Regions from separate parts of the Mus musculus genome. Here all the other regions are linked to region 3. The links are chromatin contacts, called in public ChIA-PET, Hi-C and HiChIP or PLAC-seq maps. All regions are on one chromosome and are shown on one strand. The core of a region is the stretch at or near the end of the contact, and the rest is flanking DNA. Distances in the headings are between cores, read along the strand shown. Region 1 has its middle 10 kb from the start of Gm30331. Region 2 overlaps Reep1 (receptor accessory protein 1). Region 3 has its middle 14 kb from the start of Gm1070. Region 4 overlaps Reep1 (receptor accessory protein 1).

Region 1 (2,700 bases), core at 195-2,694, 480 kb before region 3:
CCTGAAGTTTCTTTCTGGTTTTGGTTAATTATATGCCAAATTTGGTTAATTATATGTTATACAGAAAAGCAGTTATAGAGTTCTCCTTCAGCCACCAAAGAAAAATTATAAACAAACGGCAACAACCTCAAAAAGAGGCTAAAGCTGTAGCTCAGTTGACAGAGTGCTTGCCTAACAGGCCTGAAACCTTGGGTTCAATTCCCAGCACCCCGTTAACCAGGCATGGCGGCACACACCTGTAATTCTAGCACTGGAGAGGTGGAGATGGGAAAGGACCAAAGCAGAAAAATGGGAGTCCCACACCCTCAACACACACTGAGAAACAGCCAAAAGCTTGCGTAGAATGAAGTGGGCAGGGTTGGTGGGGAGCTTTATTAGCTGTGAATACCAGCAGTCGCTCCTCCACTGGCCTCGTCCCAGAGAGATTTTTCTCTCCCACCAAGGAACCCTCACCTGCCTTTGACATCTTCCTTTGACATCTGCCTGCCTGGCCGAGCAGCTCCCGTGGTACCAGGAAAGCATTCCCTGTTGTCAGGAATGTGGGAGGCCAGTGTTGTGTATGAAAATACCCGTCTTTTCAGGTCTAAAGGTAGAGTTTTCCTACTAAACAGCGGTTCCCAACCTCCAAACTAGCGGAAGAGAGGTGAGGATCAAGGAAGTGGCCAGGGGGAGGGGGCATATACCACCTTCAGCCTCTGGGATCTCACTGTCCCAGCTCTGCTAGTCCCCCTTTGGATAAACTAGAAAATAATGCAGAGTTCTCTAGCCCCACCCAGGAACAACAGCCACAGCCCCGCCTCAGGCATTCCAGAAAAACACAACTCAGGCTAGGTCAGATGAATAGGACAGAAGCGGAGCTTCAGGGTCAGGTGACTGTCACCGTGCGGAGAACGCAGCTCCTCAGCCAATCAGAATGGATGAGCAGCGCACAGTTCCTGCTTCTGAGCCAGCAGAAAGTCGCCTTTGCAGCGGCAACGGGAACCCAGGAGCTGCAGACTGATAACCACAGCAAGGTGTGGGGATATGTGAACAAGATCAGTGCAAAGTACGGCCTGTGTTTCTCTACACAGGACAGAGGTTGTCTGCGTCAGTTCAGTTTTCTCTCTGATCGTGGTTGTCGCCGAGGTGCTGAGTGTGGGGACTGACCATACTGTTTTTTCCTGGAGACTCTATACTCAGTGTTAGAGAAGGGTGGAGGCCCCGGATCCTCATTTCAGAACAAGTCCAGGCAAATACCGTTCATGTTAGTCATGCATTTATTTAACTGTCATTTACAGCATCGAATGTTTAATAAGTGTATACTAAGTGACAGGTGGTAGCTGAGGACCTGGAGCCCCCATGTCATCTACCTGTTCATCTTCCTGAAACAGGATGTGGGCTATGCCACAAGACAACTCTGACGCAAAGAGAGGTTTGATCCCTCGTACCACATAAACCAGGTGTGATGGTGCAGGCTGTAATCCCAGCTCTCAGGAGGTGGAAGCATAAAGATCAGAAGTTCAAGGAAACCAACAGCTATAGTCAGCCTGGGTATGTGTGTGTGTGTGTGTGTGTGTGTGTGTGTGTGTGTGTGTGTGTGTGTGTGTGTAGATTGTCATTTTCTTTTAAAAGAAACACCATATAATATATACCATATATATCATTATATATATATATATATATATATTGAGCCCAGGTTCCCTGGAAGAGCAGCCAGTGCTCTTAACCACTGAGCCATTTCTTCAGCCCTGGTATTTGACATAGTCATCCTCCCACTGTTTCTCTATAGGAAGATACCCCTCTTCTACCTTCTGTATGTGGTCATGAGAGGACTGTGACCAAGCCCTGCCCCCTTCAAAATATACCCATAACCCAAAAGCTAGGTCCATTCCTCTCTCTGGGGAATTTCTGTTCACGGGTGTGACATTAGTGCCTGTTCAGTTCCCCAAAGGCTATTATGCTGGTAGGAAAGCATGCAAGCGGGTGAGATCACAATGTCAGATGAGAGCCAGAAGGCCAGACGGTACTCAGGGGTTCAGGCTGAGACTTCTGTAACAATTCACTCTTGTGGGAGATAATTCTCTTATTCTTGTCTGAGGGTGGTGCCCATGATGACTCGGGGCTGGAGAGCTGGAGCAGCGGAGCCCTGGCTGCTCTTCGAGAGAGAAGACCTGGGTTTGATTCCCAGCACCCACATGAAGGCTCACAACTATTTACAACTCCATTTCCTGGGGATCTGTTGCTTCTGGCCTCTTCAGGCATGGCATGCATACAGTACACACACCTGCACTCGGGCGCACACACACAAAGAGAGAAAATAAAAATAAATAAATACATATTTTTAGAAAACCTCCTACCAAGCCCACCTCTTCAAATTCCCACCATTTCAATAGCAGTATACGATGGGTCAGGCTTCCAACCTAGGAATCCTCAAGAAAGTACCTTATATCCAGACCATGGTGTGTTCCCTTTAATTCTGTGAGGTACTTATATTCTTGCAATAGTCTTAAATTTTTTTCTCTAAAAGTTGTAAGAGTTGGTTTGTATGGCTTGTCACAGAAGAGCTTTGACTAATGTTCCTTGAAGCCTTACAGAAAACTATCCCAGAATAGTGTAACTACTACCAGCCACAAAACTAGGACCCCACCACCACCACCACCACTGAAAGAAAATTCTATTGTCCCTTGATTGCAGTCACCTCCTCCGGTTTGCAAAAGGCAT
Region 2 (2,700 bases), core at 31-2,530, 490 kb after region 3:
GTCTGGGCCTTGGGAGTCCTTTCTATTCTCCTTAGCCCCACACTCAGGTCTCATGACCCCCTTCTCCCACTCCCCAGGCCTGGTGACACTGTGGGCCTCCCCTCTCCCCGAGTAGTTCCTCTCCTCACTCTGCACTGTCTCCAGTTCATCTCCGACCACCTACTCCCTAAGCGTGCTCACATCTGCGACTACCAAGGACCACACTGGGCCTGAGGTTCCTGGGGAGGCCAAGTCCTTTCAATAACTGGAAATCGACCTCTCATGGTTAAGCACTTGGCAGGAGACTGCCCATATGGGGCTTAACCCTGTTTAATGTGTGGGATCTTGGGCCTGTCTTCAGAGGTCTCAAAAGGTTTGCGTGAAACCCAGCTGTGTAGGTTGAGGTGTGAATCCAGTATCTAATCTATCCATATGGACTTGGAGCTTCTGGGGGGGGGGTGTCAGTGTATGGACGGGACGCTGTCAGTTTCCAAGATGGACTCTTAGAAGATGACAGTTACTCGGGAGCAGAGCCAAAGCTGTTGATAGAAAATGGTGGACAGCAGGACGTGTGGAGGAGGTGCCAAGTCATCACCTTTACCCTCCTTGTAAAAAAGAACTAGGATTTGGGCTGTTTTGGAATATGTATTATGTACCCAGTGTCTTTCCTGCCCTTAAACATGCAGACCAGGACCTCCAGGGCACTCGGACCCTTATTGTGTACTGTAAGAGGCACCTCCAAAGGCTCTTGGGCTCTGAGGGCTTGCACATGGCGTGGACCATCAACCCTGCTTGGTACCCCTCAGCTTCCTCTCTACTCAGGACCTGCACCACCCCTAGGTTTGAAGGTCGTATATTTTAAGTGGGAGATGTTTACCCCCTAGAAGCAGGGTTGCAGGACTGGAGAGGAGGAACGTTGGCTATGAGGATTCAATTGGAATAAGCAGTCAGAGTGCTCAGGGCTGTCCATGCCTGGTGTCAGTAAGCAGTAAGTAAAGTAACCACTGTTGTAAACCCTGTTATGTCTTCATCTCATTCAAGAAATCACTTTAGAATCCTGAAAGGGTTCAGGAGACACAAGGGCTTCTCTCTCTGTGAGGCAGTGTGAGCCCTGATTCTGGAATGGCCCACACCAAAGTTGAAAGGGCAGGCAGGGAGTCCTGCTTTGGCTAGGACGTGAACCCAGATAGCCCTGCAAACCTGTCCCTTTAAGAGTCTATTTTTGCCATACAGGAGAGAACCAAGTAGAGGCTGCAGGCACAGAGAGGTCACGCACTCTGCCAAGGCCACACAGGACCAGAACCTGGGCCTCCTGCCCAGACCTCCTCTTGTTAGACTTTTCAGGTCAGGGCTCAGAATGAACTGAGAGGAGCTTGGCGGCATCTCAGAGGTGATGTGGATGTCTCTGAGGCCGGAAGCGGCTTCCAGCCCAGCCATGGACAGGGAAGGTTGGGGGTGCTTTGTTTTGATGCTGGCAGAGGGGGGGAGATCCTTTGCCACCCTGAGACCTCCCTTAAGAGAGGGAGGTGCTGGCCTGTGATGGGGAGGCCAGGGAAGGTAGCACTCTCCCCAGCTGCTCTGAGCCTAAATCAAAAGTCACCTCAGACAGAAAGATGAGAGCCCACTTCCTCCCCTCTGCTCTGTGTGCCACCAGCCTCAGAACTTTTCTCAGAAAGATGCCTAAGTCACAGCAGAGTATCTGACCTTGTGCAGCTCCCTGTCCCTTCAGCTTTCTCTGGAGGAATGGCCCCACCGTGTCCTAGACATCTTGTGTCTTGGGATTGTGAGGGGAACGAGAGAGAAGAAAATAAAGACCATTTTCAGACTTCTAATGGGAGACAGGAGCTGAGACAACTCAGGTTGAGGTAGATAGATAGATAGATAGATAGATAGATAGATAGATAGATAGATAGATAGATAGATAGAGGTAGATAGATAGATAGATAGATAGATAGATAGATAGATAGATAGATAGATAGATAGATAGGTAGATAGATAGGTAGGTAGGTAGGTAGGTAGGTAGATAGATAGATAGATAGATAGATGAAAGCCTGGGGGAGGGTTGGGACTGCTCAGCTGGTTACTGCTTACTTTGTAAGCATGAGAACGGAGTTTGGATCCCCAGAGTCTGTGTAAAAGCCTGGCGCTGTAGCATGAGCCTGTAACGCCAGGGTACTGACTGGAGGGTACTGACACGAAGATCCTGAGACTTCGTCCAGGTTGATGAGCCAGTGAACCCCAAGTTCAGTGAGAGCTCCTTTCTCAAAAAAATAAAGTGGCAAGCAAGACAAAAAAACCAACATCAAGCTCTCACCTCTACACGCACAAGCCGGGGTGGGCTCACCTCCCACACACACACACACGCACACACATATATACACACAACAATACACATATTATACAAAAGAATATAGAGTTTGCAAGAGCACAGTTAAGCAAAGGAATGTGTGTAGATGTTGGAGTTCATGCTCCTTGAGGAAGGGGAGTTAGTGAAGTGCTGGATAAAAGCAGTGGCATGTATGGGTCCAGGAAACAGAGGATGGTCTGAAGAGAACCAGGGACATGAGCGTTCGGCCCTGTGCATCCCAAGGAAAGAAATAAAGGTCGGGCAGTGGTGGCACATGCCTTTAATCCCAGCACTTGGGAGGCAGAGGCAGGCGGATTTCTGAGTTCGAGGCCAGCCTAGTCTACAGAGTGAGTTCCAGGACAGCCAGGGCTACA
Region 3 (2,700 bases), core at 12-2,511:
AGAGAGAGAGAGAGAGAGAGAGAGAGAGAGAGAGAGAGAAGCCAAAGAAATGAGAGGTAACTGTCAGATCCTTTTGGTGGGTTATTCATTCATGGTAATGATGATTCTTGCATCACTTAATCATTTGAAAAACTGAAATGATCAAATATTTACCAATCAGCTAATTTTCCATTGTTCTGTCCCCACCTTAGAAGGTAGAGCCTTTGAAACAGCCTGGTCCAGACTTGCTTTTGTTTCTGATTGCTTTGGTCCTTCTCTGTCTAGAAAGCTGGTCTCCTTAGCTCAGCTCTTAGGAAGACTGATTCTGTTTTATGAACTGTACTCTTGCCCTATTCTAGAATAGAAAAGAAACCAGCTAAGATCTTTAGACTAGTGCAGGCATAGTGATGCATGTCTGTAATCCCAGCACTTGGGAGGAACAGGCAGGAGGATCATGAGTTCAAAGTCACCCGCAGACATGTAGTCAGTTGAAGGACAGCCTAGGATGCATGAGATGGTCTCAAAGGAAAAACGAATCTTAATTTATTATTTTTCTTTTCCCATTGTGTGTGTGTATGTATGTGTGTATGTATGTATGTATGTTTGTGTGTATACATGTGTGTGTGTCTGCACACACATCCATGTGTTTGGGCACAGATTGAGGCATATGCATGTGGAAGTCTGAGGCTAATATCAGGAGTCATCTTGGATTATTCATTCACATTATTCATTGAGACAGGGAGTCTCAATCAAACCCAGAGCTCACTGATGTAGCTAGTCTTGCTAGCCAGATTACTCTCCAATGAGATCAGATCCCATGTCTCCATGACTATTCTGGCATTGAAGGTGAACAGTCACACCCACTAGGCATTATACACAGTCAGAGGATCTGAACTCTGGTCCACACATGCATGAGGCAAGTGTTTTAAAGACTGAGCCACCTCCCCAGTACTCCACTAAAACCTTCAAATTATTGTAACGCTGTACAAATTGTCCAATTTTTCTTAGTGCCTTTTTATTATTTGTCTATCCCACAAAGACTGTATACTCCCTGTAGACAGGAATGGCACTGCCTGGAATGTATGGGGCCTGGAATAGCAGAACACGTGCCCCATAACCACACGTGCTGCCACGCATGGGGTAGAACACAGAATGCTACACAGTGAGCCAATGTCCAGAGCAGGTGCAGGTTTCTGTCTCACAAACAGGCACAGGGCACGATACAGCTGCTGCTCAAACAAGGGTGTGGATGGTGGTTAGCGGCTAACATCCTCTCTCCTTGCTAGGTTAGAGCAAAGAGCTAAGACCGACGGCAAAGCAGAGATGAAGGCATATAGCACAGCACAAAGTCTTTCAGAACATGAGTTGATTTTAGATCAACCGCTCAGAGTATTTCGAACTGTGAGAAATAACCTCATACACACATTACATATGTATTATTACTGTGGATGTTTTGCTATATAGATAGAAATTATGTTGCTAGAGATGGATGGCATTGGTGTGGAAAGGGAGATAAATGGAGATGATGTAACTCAGATAGATACATTTTCTACACTACCACCTGCAACACAGATATCTCCTTCCCTCTTGTCCTGCACATGTGTGGAGAAGGAAAGATCAAACTGGATGGTAGAGTTTATGTAAAACACATCCAGGGGACAGATTTGTGCTGGAATATGTACACAATAAATGCAAAAAATGTTTGGTGAATAAGAATGGAGAGGTGGCTCAGCAGCCAAGAGCACTGGCTCATCTTGCAGAGGACTCTGGGTCTGTTCTCTTTTCTTTTTTAAAGATGTATTTCTCTCTTATTACATGTAAGTACACTGTAGCTGTCTTCAGACCCTCCAGAAGAAGGCATCAGATCTCATTATGGATGGTTGTGAGCCACCATGTGGTTGCTGGGATTTGAACTCAGAAGCAGTCGGTGCTCTTTACTGCTTCAGCCCAGGACTCTGGGTCTGTTTCCTAGAACCCACATGGTGACTCAAAACTGTCTGCAAGTCCAGTTCCACGGGAACTAACACCTTCTTCTTAACTCTGAGAGCACTGCTCACACTGTGTGTATTCTTCCATATGCTTGCTCTACTATTCAACTAGGATCCAGCCCTGGCCAAGATTGTTAGAATGCTTCAATGTGACTGAAAGGGGGTGGACGAGATATTCAACAGGCAAAGACCCTTAAAACACACACACACACACACACACACACACACACACACACACACCACACACAGAGAGAGAGAGAGAGAGAGAGAGAGGATCTTATTTGAATATTTCCTTTCTCTCTTATTTATTTATTTATTTATTTATTTTTATTGCATTATCTGTTTATTTGTGTGAGTTTGTATGTGGCACATGTGGAGGTCAGAAGACAACTTCTAGCTTATAGGTTCCAGGGATTAGATTCAGGCAATCCAGTTTAGTAGCAAGCATCTCTACCCACTGAGCTATCTTGTCAGATCTCTCTCTCTCTCTCTCTCTCTCTCTCTCTCTCTCTCTCTTTCTCTCTCCCTCCCTCCCTCCCACCTCCCTCCCTCTCTTCTTTCTTCTGAAACGGGTCCCACCATGTAGCTCAGACTGGCTTGAAACTTGTAAAAATCCCTGTCTCAACCTCCTGAATGTTGGGATCGAAGGTTAAGTTACCATGTCTGGCTGAATAATTTGTTTTAATAAGAGGTTTACTCTAGGACCATGATGTGAGCTGATAAAAGGATGTAG
Region 4 (2,700 bases), core at 107-2,606, 450 kb after region 3:
CTTTATCCTGCATATTATTCATACAAGGCTGTGAAGTCCAAGGACATTAAAGAATATGTAAGTGAAGCCGCTCACTGGGGGCGGGTGGCTCAGCGTGAATGGTGGAGGAACTTGTCCCTTAGTCTGGGTCTGTGGCAGAAGGGAACCTATCACCCTTCTCATGTGACTCCTCAGAAGTCCTGTCCCCATCCAAAGCTGTCCCCTGTCCAGACCCTAAGTATCAAAGTGAGGAAAGCAGCGAACTGTAAGGAGAAACTGAATCTGGGACTCGGGGTCAGGTGCCATGGTGACTTCATCTCTCTGGCCAGTTCCCTCACCCGGGGAACTGCAGACCACAGACCACAGACCACCTTCTTCCCCCAGAGACGGCACACAGGTTTGAGAAGCCATGTGACCTGGGTTATTACCTGGCTCGCTGGTTCTGACCCGCTTCCAGTCTGTCCTCCGACACCAGTTTTAGCCTGGTTGACGTGTCAGCTCTTTGAGGGTGGGGGTGTTCCTAATCAGCTCTCTGCAGCACTTGGCAGAGAGCTGAGCCCATGGCAATGGAAAAGCAAAATCTTTTAAAGTATGAATGGATTAATTCAGAGCTAGCTTGAAAGTCATTATTTTCGTGGATTTCCCAAGAAGTCTTTATGATGAACACCTCCAGTTCAGCTGCAACCAAAGCCCAGCCCCCTTGCTCCCTGTTCCCAGAACCACTTACTTCAGCTGCTCCTAACAGGGGACCCAGAGTGGGTGACTTCTGGAGGCCCATCCCTGGTATGTGTGAGGACAGCCCTGTGCCCATGCTATAAATAGCCAAAAAGCTGCAAACACAGAGGCTCCCAGTTCTCAACTGACACAGCCCAGGCTAAAGCAATAGGCAGCTTCTTCTTCCAGTGCTTCCCCCTCCCGAGCCCTCCCCACCTGTGGTACTCAGCAGCTGGGCCTGGGAGGGAGGCCTTACTGAGGTCTCTGTAATTCAAGGCTGATCCGCTCCAGGGCAGGGGCTGAGCACGCTTGCTCGCAGGCAGCTGGGCGAGATCAAACCCTGGTAAATCGTTCTGTGCTGACTCAGCTCACAGGAGCCTGGTGTATGGCCAGAGTGGCAGCTCATTCATTTTGAGTGAGACCTAACTGACAAGTAGAACAGCTGTCTGTTGGCTGGGGTGTGCACACTTCCCCATGGGGGAGCTTGGCAGTTAAGGTTAGAAGGTTTCTGGGTAAAACTGGCTTTGGGAGATGGGAGCTGAGGAGAATCAGGGGAGACTTGCCTCCTCCTGCTGCCCCTCACACACGCACACTGTCACATATGTTCAGTGCGTACTCTCAAAGCCCCCACTCTAGCATGCTCAGTGCCATATCACATGTGCACTCACACGGTTCATGTTTCCTTCTTGTGGTCTGTTTGATTTTATTTCTGTTGCTGTGATGAAATGCTCGGACTAGGGGCTGGAGAGATGGTTCAGTGGTAAGAGCACTTGCTGTTTTTCCAGAGGACCTGAATTAAGTGGCTCTCAACACCTGTTACTCCAATTCTAGGGCATCTGATGCCCTTTTCTGCTCTCTGAAAGCACCTAAACACACATTACTACACACTCACGCACACACACACACACACACACACACTCACACGCAGAGAGAGAGAGCAAGGCACAGAGACACAGACAGACAGACAGGAATTAAAAAAATAAAAAGAAATCTTAAAACTTTAAATAAGGAAACACTTTGACCAAAAGCAACTTTGGGGAAGAAAAGAAGTTGGCTTAAACGTCTAGATGACTCCATCACTGATGATCTCCATCACTGAGAGAAGCAAGGGCAAGAACTCAAGCAGGATCTTAAAGGCAGGCTGCTTGCTAGTCATGCAGGAGTGCCTCTAACATAGAAATTCACTCACAGCCAAGGAAGTCTAGCAGAACCATGGCAAATGCTGTTTTGATGGCTCACTTGGGCTCATGGTCAGCTAACTTCCTTATACCACCTAGTACCACCTGCCCAGGGATTGGCGCTGCCCACAGTGGGCAGATCCCTCCCATATCAATTAACAATCAAGACAGTCTCTCATAGGCATGGCCACAGGTCAATTTGATCTAGGGAATTATTTTTCTTTTTTTCTTTCTTTTTTATTCTTCTCTCATATATTACACCCTGCCTGCAGTTTCTCTCCCCCCCCCCCCACCCACCTTCCCCTTTCTCCATGATCAACCCCCTTCCACCTCCCCTCAGAAAAGACCAGGCAGGCCTCCCAGGGACATCAACCAAACACTGGATAACAAGCTACAGTAAGACCCAGCAACAGTGAGGCCCGGCATGTACCATCATCAAGGCTGGACAAGGCAACCCAGCAGGAGGAAAGGAGTTGACAAAAGAGTCAGGAACAGCCCCTGCTCCCAATGTTAAGATTCCCACAAAAAAACACATCCGTAGCACATAAGTAGAGGACCTAGGTCAGACCCATACAGGTTCCCTGCTCTCTTAAGTTCCCATGAGTCCCAGTCAGTTGATTCTGTGGGCTGTGTGTCCCTGACCCGTCTGGCTCCTCTGATCCTTCCTCCTGCTCCTCTGCAGGGCTCCCTGGGCTGCCCAATGGTTGGCTGTAGGACTCTGCACCTGTCCCCATCAGTTGCTGGATGAACTCTCTCCGGACTCTTTGATGTTTGTTTTGTTAGGCTCTGGTCCCAGAACACGCTGCAGGCAGGACAAGCTATAGGTTGA

Evidence for each region. A called contact is a pair of places that touch in the nucleus more often than the background predicts. ChIA-PET counts read pairs in DNA pulled down with a chosen protein or histone mark. HiChIP or PLAC-seq counts read pairs in DNA pulled down with a chosen protein or histone mark.
Region 1: an RNA polymerase II ChIA-PET map of memory CD8 T cells shows a contact between it and region 3, with 7 read pairs. The contact joins two enhancer-like sites. A contact is called at or near these places in 1 of 39 promoter capture datasets (embryonic stem cells) and 1 of 115 datasets of contacts at active chromatin or transcription factors (memory CD8 T cells).
Region 2: a Hi-C map of the P5424 cell line shows a contact between it and region 3, with 2.5 times the contacts expected there. The contact joins two enhancer-like sites. A contact is called at or near these places in 16 of 39 promoter capture datasets (the 3T3-L1 cell line, 3T3-L1-derived adipocytes, the C10 cell line and 9 more), 6 of 15 datasets of contacts at CTCF or cohesin (embryonic stem cells, large pre-B cells, pro-B cells and 1 more), 97 of 484 Hi-C or Micro-C datasets (the AML12 cell line, the AtT-20 cell line, B cells and 49 more), 11 of 115 datasets of contacts at active chromatin or transcription factors (astrocytes, bone marrow-derived dendritic cells, double positive thymocytes and 3 more) and 1 of 9 other capture datasets (embryonic stem cells).
Region 4: a contact with region 3 is called in an H3K27ac HiChIP or PLAC-seq map of double positive thymocytes, with 3 times the contacts expected there. The contact joins two enhancer-like sites. A contact is called at or near these places in 4 of 39 promoter capture datasets (3T3-L1-derived adipocytes, cranial neural crest, liver and 1 more), 5 of 115 datasets of contacts at active chromatin or transcription factors (double positive thymocytes and embryonic stem cells) and 1 of 9 other capture datasets (embryonic stem cells).

The regions. Positions count from the first base shown.
Region 1 is chr6:70,823,772-70,826,471 of GRCm38.p6, forward strand. No RefSeq gene overlaps it. Among named protein-coding and RNA genes, the nearest start is that of Gm30331, 10 kb to the left of the region's middle. Within about 2 kb of position 1,445, at least 344 of the 459 cell types and tissues checked have an H3K27ac peak or open chromatin away from gene starts, as enhancers often do. A contact at or near this core is called in memory CD8 T cells, where this site is marked.
Region 2 is chr6:71,795,606-71,798,305 of GRCm38.p6, forward strand. All of the region lies in intron 6 of Reep1 (receptor accessory protein 1), which reads left to right. Among named protein-coding and RNA genes, the nearest start is that of Mrpl35, 27 kb to the right of the region's middle. Within about 2 kb of position 1,281, at least 4 of the 459 cell types and tissues checked have an H3K27ac peak or open chromatin away from gene starts, as enhancers often do. A contact at or near this core is called in the P5424 cell line, where this site is marked.
Region 3 is chr6:71,306,515-71,309,214 of GRCm38.p6, forward strand. No RefSeq gene overlaps it. Among named protein-coding and RNA genes, the nearest start is that of Gm1070, 14 kb to the left of the region's middle. Within about 2 kb of position 1,262, at least 20 of the 459 cell types and tissues checked have an H3K27ac peak or open chromatin away from gene starts, as enhancers often do. A contact at or near this core is called in the P5424 cell line, double positive thymocytes and memory CD8 T cells, where this site is marked.
Region 4 is chr6:71,756,380-71,759,079 of GRCm38.p6, forward strand. Reep1 (receptor accessory protein 1) reads left to right here. Exons shown (of 7, transcript NM_178608.4): 2 at 1-57. Among named protein-coding and RNA genes, the nearest start is that of Reep1, 50 kb to the left of the region's middle. Within about 2 kb of position 1,357, at least 136 of the 459 cell types and tissues checked have an H3K27ac peak or open chromatin away from gene starts, as enhancers often do. A contact at or near this core is called in double positive thymocytes, where this site is marked.